Linked DNA regions of Capra hircus: region 2 is linked to region 1. Evidence: chromatin contacts called from public Hi-C data. All regions are on one chromosome and are shown on one strand. The core of a region is the stretch at or near the end of the contact, and the rest is flanking DNA. Distances in the headings are between cores, read along the strand shown. Region 1 has its middle 140 kb from the start of SATB1. Region 2 has its middle 380 kb from the start of SATB1.

What was found. A called contact is a pair of places that touch in the nucleus more often than the background predicts.
Region 2: a contact with region 1 is called in a Hi-C map of liver, with 5 times the contacts expected there. The contact joins two enhancer-like sites. A contact is called at or near these places in 3 of 5 Hi-C or Micro-C datasets (blood and liver).

What each region holds. Positions count from the first base shown.
Region 1 is chr1:155,497,517-155,502,563 of ARS1.2, forward strand. No RefSeq gene overlaps it. Among named protein-coding and RNA genes, the nearest start is that of SATB1, 140 kb to the left of the region's middle. Within about 2 kb of position 2,000, at least 1 of the 5 cell types and tissues checked has an H3K27ac peak or open chromatin away from gene starts, as enhancers often do.
Region 2 is chr1:155,740,395-155,745,441 of ARS1.2, forward strand. No RefSeq gene overlaps it. Among named protein-coding and RNA genes, the nearest start is that of SATB1, 380 kb to the left of the region's middle. Within about 2 kb of position 3,062, at least 1 of the 5 cell types and tissues checked has an H3K27ac peak or open chromatin away from gene starts, as enhancers often do.

The DNA.
Region 1 (5,047 bases), core at 750-3,249:
TGCAGCACAGCCTCTGCTCCTTCCCCTTCCTCACTCCACATCCAGATGGGGACTCAAGGCGTCTCCTATGGTATCTCTCGATATTCCCAATTCAGGCGGAAGACTCTCAAGATCTCTCAGCACAGCTGGAACATGTTAAAAATAGCTGAAGTAAAAACTCAGGAATCACAAAGCCCAGCAAATAAACCTAGACAGAATCCATCAAGCCAACATCTTGGTCCAGAGGCTTGGCTTGTTCATTCGCAGCTTGGAGTCCCTAGAATTCTGATTCTTAAAGGAATGGTCTGTGGTCCCCTGGCTGCCCATCAGGGTCTCCTTTGGATGCCAGTCATTTCTTTGATACTTAGAAATTAAAGTTGAATAGGATGCTTGTTCATAGCCCTTATTGTTACAAATGACCAAGAGCTATTTGAACAGAACCTGCTGAATTAAATATTAGTTAACCCAACTTTGTTGGGTTATACAGTTGGTATTGAGTGATACATACTGGAAGTTGGCACTTATGAACTAAAATGGCTAAATAACTAAATTCTGTCAAGGACTTTATGTGACAAAGCAGTCTGGTGGCTGCACATTTGGTAACATGATGAAGCTCCCTCTAATAATACACATGACCAAATATGTACAGTACATATATGGTACTGTATGGTATAGTAACAAGTATGCACTGTTACGTGTATGTGGAAGGGAGACTGGCCTTTGGCTTAGCTCTAGATGGGGGCAGTGCAAACATGGGAGCTCCCCCATCTCATTTTTGTCTCACGTGGTAGATGTCGTCTCAGCAACACCCTTTAGGAACACTTCTCTCTCCAAGCTGGACAGACAGAGGAAGGGCCTCAGAAGAAAACTTTTCAGTTGATATTTTGAGGTTGGACTTGAAAGGCAACTCACACATTTAGGCGGGGGAACTTTGTTGCCTTGGGCTTGTACTTTAAGAACGCTGGTTACGTTTGGGGTGACTGGTTATGCAGTCATGGGGGAAAGTCTGTCATGTTGAGGCAGATGGGGAACAAGGCAAGGAGACATCCCTTTGTTTTGGCGAGTTCCAGAACGTTTGCATTTCTGAGACCAGGAAAATTTCAAAAGTGAGAGGGCAACACGGAAAGATGGCTTTTTATTTTACCAAATTAGGACCCCAAAAAGCAATATGTAACCTGCTATTAAAAGAGAGGACTATTCATGAAATAAGATGAGGCAGGACACGATCTCAGAACAAATAAAGTAAGTATAGCTTACCATCCATATTGTGTGGCCTGTAATCTTAGATAGCCCGTATGCGTTTAATTTAATGCAGCATATGAAAGCTTCATTGCAGTTTGTTATTCTGTATTTTGCCACACTGTGTGCCAATGAAAACCTGCCAGAGGTTTCCTCTGGCATATGGGACCCAGTGCTCCATCAGACAGCTTTATAAAGCTGTCAAATATGAATCAGATTACCAAATTGTGTATTCTTTTTTACTATTTTCCTGTTTTCCCCTATGCTTGAATCCATGGGAAAGTTTGATTTACATATTCTCATCTCATCTCAGTTAAAAAAAAAAAATTGACTCCATCTGTGGGGCCAGTGGACTCTCTGACACCAGGACAGTGTTGCTCCTATGCGGGTGTTTTAGCAATCTCCAGAAAAATGCGAACTTCAGGAAACAGGCCTTGGGGATGAAGGCCCAGATGGTCCTCACATTCGAGTTCTTACCCTGTGTTATCTCCTGGGGGTTTGCAGTTCAGGGTCCTCCTGGGCACTGGGGCTTTCTCTAAGAGAACTTCCTCGTGATTCTGGAAGTGCCTCTTGGAATTCTTGAAAGAATGAAAGGACAATCAGACACCCTAGTCCCTCCTCCCACCTGAAGAAATGAAAAGGATTTCCCAAAACGTCTCAGCATCTCTGCATTTCCTCCTGGGGAGAGATACCAGTGTGGGCAAGAAGAGCTGGTCCAGCTGGGGAGAGGCGGGCAGAGGCCCCTCCTTGGCACCGGGCCCATGGCACCGCTCAGCCCCTTCCCGGAGCCCCTGGGACCTGCCTGGTGAGGAGTCAACGGTCGGCCTGCAATCCACCGGGTGGAGTCAGCGGAAGTCGCCATAGGGGAGGAACTGGCTTGTTGGAGGGCAGCAGGTGAGAAGGTGGTCACGGCAAAAGTGGCCCAGGAAAGGAAGACGCCGGGACAGGAGCTGCAGCTGCTCGGCGGGATCTTGTCAGGCAGCCCACAGGCTCGAGAGGCAAGTGTGGGAGTGTCCCAGTCTTAGAAAGGGCGGTTCCTTTTCTAGTTGTTAGTGAAAATCACTCAGTCGTGTCCGACTCTTTGCAACCCTACAGAATTCATGGAACTCTCCAGGCCAGAATACTGGAGAGGGTAGCCGTTCCCTTCTCCAGGGGATCTTCCCAACCCGGGGAGTGAACCCGTCTCGTGCATTGCAGGTGGACTCTTCACCAGCTGAGCTATCAGGGATGCCCTGTTCCAGACCACTGCCGATTTAGCTGGAAGGGAAGGTGAGCCACTGGCCAAGCTTCCCCCTGTGTGTGTCCCTGATGGTCTCACCCTGGGGTGAGGCTGCCCATGAACCTCCTTTGCACTGGGTTCTTTCCAGACCAGCTCAGGGGGGCTCAGTGAAGCAAACCCTCAACACAGGTCTCTGTCCAGAGGCAGCTTGTAAGAGTCTGTTGAGATGAATAGTGTGAAATTAGACAAACCAATGAGTGAAAAGGCGAGAAAAACATAAAAGGAAAGAAGGCGAGTGAGGTGCTGGGGATTAGGAGTAATCTGTGGACCAGGCGTGCTGATTCTGCCGCGCGGTGCAGCGTGGTCTGACGAGGCTGAGTACATGTGGTTTTGGCTTTGCACTGCGGAGGCGTTTAACTGCATCATATGAGGTGGACTGGAACTTCAGGGGCATCCAGTGACGTTTGCTTCGTCACCAGTCTGCCCACTCCTGCATTTATCAGCAAACCAGCGTGTGTGTGTGTGTGTGTGTGTGTACATATGTACATACATATATATATGGATGTATATTTTTAACTTCACAGTATGGTGTCTGATTTATAATTTCCCAAGGGCAGTATTTTTTTTTACAGCGACTGGCAGGATTTTTTGTTCTTCATTAGGCCCTTTATTAACCCACTGCCAGAGCTCGGTATCTAACCACTCCCAGTGTTTCAGTGATCATATTATCAGTAATAGCATATTTCCTCTGGGAGATATGAATGCAGTCTATTGCAGGTGGGAGGCTGGGAGGAGGCGGGCACAGAGCTGGGAGTGTTCACATCTCTGTTCGTGCTCTGCCTTCAGACTCTCCCACTGAACCTGCAGATGTTGCTGACTAGAGGCTTTGACGCCTTCTTAACTTCATTTTTATGCAGGAGAGCAGCAACTTGATTTGTTCAGAAAGTTTTCTAAAACGGTGACATCCGGCTCTATAAAAAGCTGCCCTGACCACACGTTTGGGGGTGCAGATTCCTGAGGTTTCCTTCAGACGTTTGTCCTTCCCTCCCAGTTAAAGTCTAGCGAGTTAACGGACGTGGACCAGCTTGAAAAGAGCCATACGGTGCGCAGAGGGTGGTTCCTTCCTGTCTGGCTGAAGAGCTCAGATGAAAGGAAGTACGGAAGCCTAAAGCTTAATTATTATCATCACCGCCCTTCCATTTAGAGAGCAAGAAGCGGTCGCGAGTACAGGGCTAGCAGGATACTTAGGAGAGGTCTTCTGGTCTTCTCTTCCTAACCTTCCATCAGAACCGCCTGTCAAAATGCCTCATTCAGAAAAGAAAACACTTGGTTTCTAAACGATTTGCAGGGGAGGAAGTTCTAAAGTTTCCTTGGTATCCCATTTAAGCTCCCAGCAACATCATCTTTTTACCTTCAGTGTGAATATTTACTAGCAGAAGGTACCTGAACAAGTCACTTAATCTCTTGGAACCTCATTTGTCAAATTCGAATTCTAATAATAATCTGTGGAATTCATTTCATTGTTGTGAAGATCAAACCGAACAATCCACTTAAAAGGAATATTCAAACAGTGAAGCATTGCACAGTGATAAGCTCCTGTGATATTACACATAATTCCTGTTCATGTAGTACCTCTCAAAATAAAATACAATCAACAAAGTACATCAGACACCCTGGTAGGGATGGAAAACCACTGGCCTTCTCCTTATTCTTGTTACCTTCTCCTGCACAATACGACGGAAGAGAGCCAAAAACATGCCTTCTGTCATTAAACTTAAAATATTGATGTCCCTACACTTGGACATTCTTTGAATTCCTTGACACTAATTTCCATGCCATCTCAACTGTATCCCAAATTAATAAGGCTATAATAGCCCTACCCCACTACCCTTCCTGGGCTCTGAATCCTTTCTCGGAAGACTTTTATCTCACAGAGCTAGCCTGGAAAACGGGATGAGAAGAAGCTGACTGACGGGTGCCTTCCACTAATAATAGGTTTAATCCTCTACACACTTTTATTCTATTTAGGTTTTTCTCATTGAGGTACTACCCACACACATAAAGATCAATCAAAATTGAAGTCTATTGGGTTTGGATAGTATTTGTCTATAACTGTTTTCCCCTTAACAGATTGCCCGTTGTATTTGGGCAGAGGCAAAGCATCTGTGGAATGGGCAAGGCTCTCAGACGCATCCAGAAGATCAATACTCAAGAAAGAATCTCTTGATGTTAAAACACTCAATAAAAAGAACAAGAAAGCAGACAGACAGGAAACGGGGCAGGAAATATCCCCTCTGGTTTTGGGTGAGATGTGGTTTAAGACAGAATCGCTCTGCACAGTCACAGCCTCGTTTGCTTGTTGTAACCATTCAATGAGATAAATGGACGGTCATGTAAACATCACCAACTCGCAACTTTCATCTTAATGGACATTGAAGTAAGCTGCTGGAACTGGCCAATAAATCTGTTTTTGTCTGACTAATATCTCCTAAGGCTTCGTGACTTCTAGTTTGGTCAAATCTGGCTCAATGAAGACAAAGAGAAACGGAATTTTCACCCAGTGGGCACCTTCCTCGTAAATGGGGAGGAGCCGCAAGTCCCTTCTGCTTG
Region 2 (5,047 bases), core at 1,812-4,311, 240 kb after region 1:
TTACTCAGTAAGTAGGATAAAGAGCATCACATGAAAAGAGAGAAGAGAGTGGCTTGGCCCTTACTTTCTTGGGATTCAAAGGCCTGAAGACACGTGATCTCCATACCCCAGCTCTGTGCTTCGTTTAGCCGGGAGCTCACCATCCCCGCTTCCCTCCCCAGGTGGACTCCCCGTCTGCCCAAATGGCTCCTGGCCTTTGTGTCTTTCTTACCCCTGGGCCAGTCCTTCCCGGATGTCTGCTCGGACATCTCGTACAGAGAAGACTGGGTCTTCCTGTCACTGGGTCCATCATACCGTGCGCTCCCCACTGTAGAGCCTTCTTTGTGTTCTTAGCATTATTAACTTATTTTCCTTCTAGACTGTAAGCTTGATGAGGGACTCTTCACTGCTGGTTTCTTCATGACAATGTCGTACTTACTCAATTTTGAAGGCTCAGTTTTGAGGCTGGATCTCTGGTCTAAGAATTTGCAGACTTTGCTATGCATTTGAGTTCCTCTCAGCTGGATAATCTTTACAGTTCCACAGTAGGGCTGGTGAAAGTGATCGGACTAACATTTATGGACCAGCGTCTCTGTGCAGTATTGTACCTCAACCTCTAGAGCATTATCTCATGTAACAATCTCCACAAGCCTGTGTGGTTAGGGCACCTGTGATTGCACTGCTTCAGAGCAGGTTCAGAGACATTAAGTGCTGGCAACACTCAACAGCAGCCAGGAAATAAAGGGGCTGCAGTCTGAGTCCAGGCCCGATAGTTCGGACAGTCCATCTTCTCGCTGAGCCCTGCTGCTGCTGGTGAATGGCTTTTTCTGGATGGGAGTCAAAGAAAGCCAGCATTTTTTCTTGCTTCTTTCTTTCTCTTCTTTCCTTTTTATGTCTTTGTGTCTTTTCTACTGGCAAAACCTGAGACCTGTCAGAAGCGGTCTGTCCTGTAACTGAGAAGTTGTTAACCTCTGCTTTCTGGGCTGAAAATAACATACTTGCTTCTCAATCTTGCCACCCAAGACCATACATTTTCAATCCCCTAAAACGCTTGCAAACTCATAATTAGGTCTTGTGTAAACTTTTAAGGGTTTCATTAGCCTTTGAGAAAGGGGTGTTAAGACGTGGGTGGGGACTTTGGCATACTCCATTTTTACTTTTTTCGAATAACTTATTAAAAAGCAACAACACACGTACTTTTTAACAAAGCACAAGTAGGCATTCAGCTCTCCAGATTCATCATCTCTACCCGGTGTTCTGTAAAACTAGAAGATTAGATAGAAATTATTAATCACGGAAATCAAACGGGAAAAGCAAAATAGGTGTGTGTTCTAAGTTGTTTTACCTTCATTGTTATCTAAGAACTCGAGGTATGACTGTTAAGGAACTCTTCTGAGACCCTTCCATAAACCAATGTTTCATCCTGAAAATTGAAGCCTAAAGAAGGAAAAATTGCTGCAAATCAAGATAAATCTGAAGTGAAATTGTCCTTGAGTATAGCATTTATTTATTAATTTAATTTTAAACTTTTTTTTAATTTATATTTTTACTCTCTTTTGCTTTACAGTACTGCGTTGGTTTTGCCATACACTGACACGAATCCACCACGGGTGTACGTGAGTTCCCAAACATGACCCCCCCCACCTCCCTCCCCGTATAACCTCTGAGAACCTGTGCTATCCAGTTACGCCTACCTACTACTCTTCCGCTGATGTAGTGAAGATGATCTTCCTGAAGGGTCGAGGCGTGGGTTATGGCCCTTCAGGGTGCGAGGCCTTAGCCTCTATTTCCATGTTCTTTCAGCCTCCTTTACGACGTACAACTTATGTCAGCAGGTTAGCAGAGCCTGAGTGACCACCTGATGCTTAGCGTCATTGATCAGCTAGGAGCCTTCACTCCTGGCTCACCCTGGAGCCTCTCCCTGGTCCAGGATTCTCCGCTGGAGCCCACAGCTGCCTCCTCGTCTTTACCTCGTGTGGTCCCCTACCATATTACTCCCGGGAACGTGAGCAGAGAGGAACTGCTCAGACAGAGCGGCGGCTTTTCGCCGTCTCACGGTCTGTTCTCTTGTGACCAACATCAGCTCTCTTTCTTCTCCCAGTTATTCTTCGCCGCCATGCTCAGGCACTGTTTCTCTTTAAGAAGCTGGCCTCAGCGCCACACTCCACGTGACGTGAGTCCCTCCTTCCTCCAACCCACTTCAGCCCCTCATCTACGTTTATTTCTTTGTGTTGCATGGCTCATACTGTCCTGAAATTATTTGCTAAATGTCTTTCTATCCAAAGGGCAAGTGCTATGACCTTCCTTTATCCCAGCATTTACCTTGCTGCTGCTGCTGCTAAGTCGCTTCAGTCGTGTCCGACTCTGTGCGACCCCATAGACGGCAGCCCCCCAGGCTCCTCTGTCCCTGGGATTCTCTAGGCAAGAACACTGGAGTGGGTTGCCATTTCCTTCTCCAATGCAGGAAAGTGAAAACGGAAAGTGAAGTCGCTCAGTCGTGTCCGACTCTTCGTGACCCCATGGACTGCAGCCTACCAGGCTCCTCTGCCCATGGGGTTTTCCAGGCAAGAGTACTGGAGTGGGGTGCCATTGCCTTCTCCAGCATTTACCTTAGGAGCTAGCATTTATCTTCTTTGGGAGGTCTTCCTACCCCAGACATGCGTAGACCTGAACTGATAGATACATAAAGGCAAAGTTATCTGGCTCCTAGGACACAAAGCTTAGCCCTTCTAACCTGCAAGACAGCTTAAAATTTCAATAGTTTGTCATTTTCTCTGTTAGAATTGCTTTTGTTAGTTCCTATAAAGTTAACTATTGGGCTAAGATTATCGGAGGTAATAATTAGGTGATAGAGTAAAGCTTAATTTATTAATGGCTGAACTTCAATCAGATTTATTAATGTTTTAGAAGCATAAGCCAAAACTTATATTTTAAAAATTGATATAATCTCATATCTGCAAAAGCACCAAATATACACAAGTCCCTCCTTGTAATGAGTCACTTGGACGCAAAATCAACTGTAACTCAAGAAACCAAAACCACCGAGAGGGGTGAGCTTTGTCAGACTGGACCAACTTGTTCTACTTGTTATGGACAAAGAGAGGCCTGGTGAGGTCTCAGGGTGCAGAAGCCATACCTTGGGTTAGTTACAAGGAGCATCCTGTGTCTCCCCCTGCTGGTTGGTGGAATAACTAAATGCACCCACCCCCAGGAGTCAGAAAGGCATGGCCTTGCAGCTTCGTATCAGCCAGTCAACTGGGCTCTGAATTTTTAAGGAAAGCTGATCAAGAGTTCATGTCAGGATATTTAATTTCATCCTCAGCTCTCTAACTCTGGTTAATTAGCACTCCGCATTTCTTAACAATTCTAACTTCACATCCCATTGAAATAAACCATTAAGAAATCCACTTCTTGCATATTTTAATTCCAGGCTATAACTACATTTTGATTAGATTAAAATTGTTTTAAAAAGGTTGTGTTTGAAAATAATCTCAAGTGTTACCACAAGGGATACCATTTCCTCTAGTCTTCAAAGGATTATTTTAGTTCACTAGTAAATTTGGGGGGGAAATATATATATATATTTATATATATATATATACACACACACATAAGGAATTCTTATAGACAGCAAAATGAGGTGAAGTGAATCTACAGAAAATGTAGGGGAAAAACATATCCAAAACTTATTTCTATTATCCTATTGTCTTTATTTGGTGATTGTATGTCTGACAGACTAAAATTTCAAAGGAATTTAAAAGGCTTTTTATTGTGAGTATTTATCTGAGTGTTCCTGGCAAGACTTGAGCCAAGGCAAGAACCCACAGAGAAGATATTGTATCATAGGTAGTTTGCAGTGCACTTATTTCAGTGGTGACAGCTCAGAAGAGCTCAAGCCTTGCCATTATCAGCTGGAAGACAAAAATAATATAACAAAAAGTAAGGGGGAAATGAGAGGGGAGAAGCAAAAAAGGTAGACGTGGGGATTCTTATGTCTGAGATTAGATATGAGGACCAACAATGAAACCCTAAGAAGTCAACACAATGAAAAAAAAAAGTAAGGCCAGGAAAACGGAGGAGGGAAAAGGAATCAGGAGGAGAAGACCGGGTTCTGAAACGTACAAAGGGCAGGCAGCAGTGTACACCACCATCTTTACCAGTGTGATTGTGGCGTGCAGAGCAATATTCTACATTAATGGTTAAATTGTGCTCCATGTATCTTGTTTGCTAGGTTGGGGAACAGTGTTATGTCTCTTAAGGAGAGCTTGATTAATAATAATATAAAATTTTAAGTTTCCTAATTAACAAATATTTATTGAGTGCTGTATGGAATGTTAATTCCTTTAAAAATTCTGAATTATCAGTAGCTTAGTGCAAGGATTTATTTCTTGCTTGCGTCACACTCTAGTGCTGGTCATTCTGGGACCCATGCTTCTTCTATATCCAGGTGCTGCCATCTGTAACAAACGGCCTCCAAGTTTGCTGAACAGGAAGAGAGGCGGAGATCACCCATGAAAGGCTTAATGGGCCAGCCCTAGAGGTGGCTTACAGCCCTTCTGCTCACATTCCATTAACCATAAATCAGTCCCATGACTCTAATCTAGCTGTCAGAGGTTCTGGAAAATACTGTCTTCCTACTAAATATTAATATGAATATTACAGCCACAACATTCTCTGAGGGTCTAGAAATTTATTAGTGGATGGAGGGCTGGGGAAACCGACAAAAGTCCTGCCTTTATGGCGGAAAATAAACAGTAAGTGAAACAGAGAAAGGTATAGCATGTGGGTGAAAAGCGCAGAGTGGGAAACTACAGCACTCAGGTAAGGAGGGTCCGACGTGGGGCAGGACTGAATTACCACCTGAATAAGGCAGAAAGGGAGGCTCCAAGGAGCAGGAGACACATGAGAAGAGATCGGAAGGAGGCAAGGCCGTCGGTGGTTATCCAGAGGAAGGACATGCCAGGCAGAGGACGCTGCGCACCCAGGAGGCCCGAGGAGGCCAGCGTGGCTGGGGTGGATGGAGGGCAGTGAGCTGGGGAATTAACAGGAGAGGGAGGGGCATCAACAG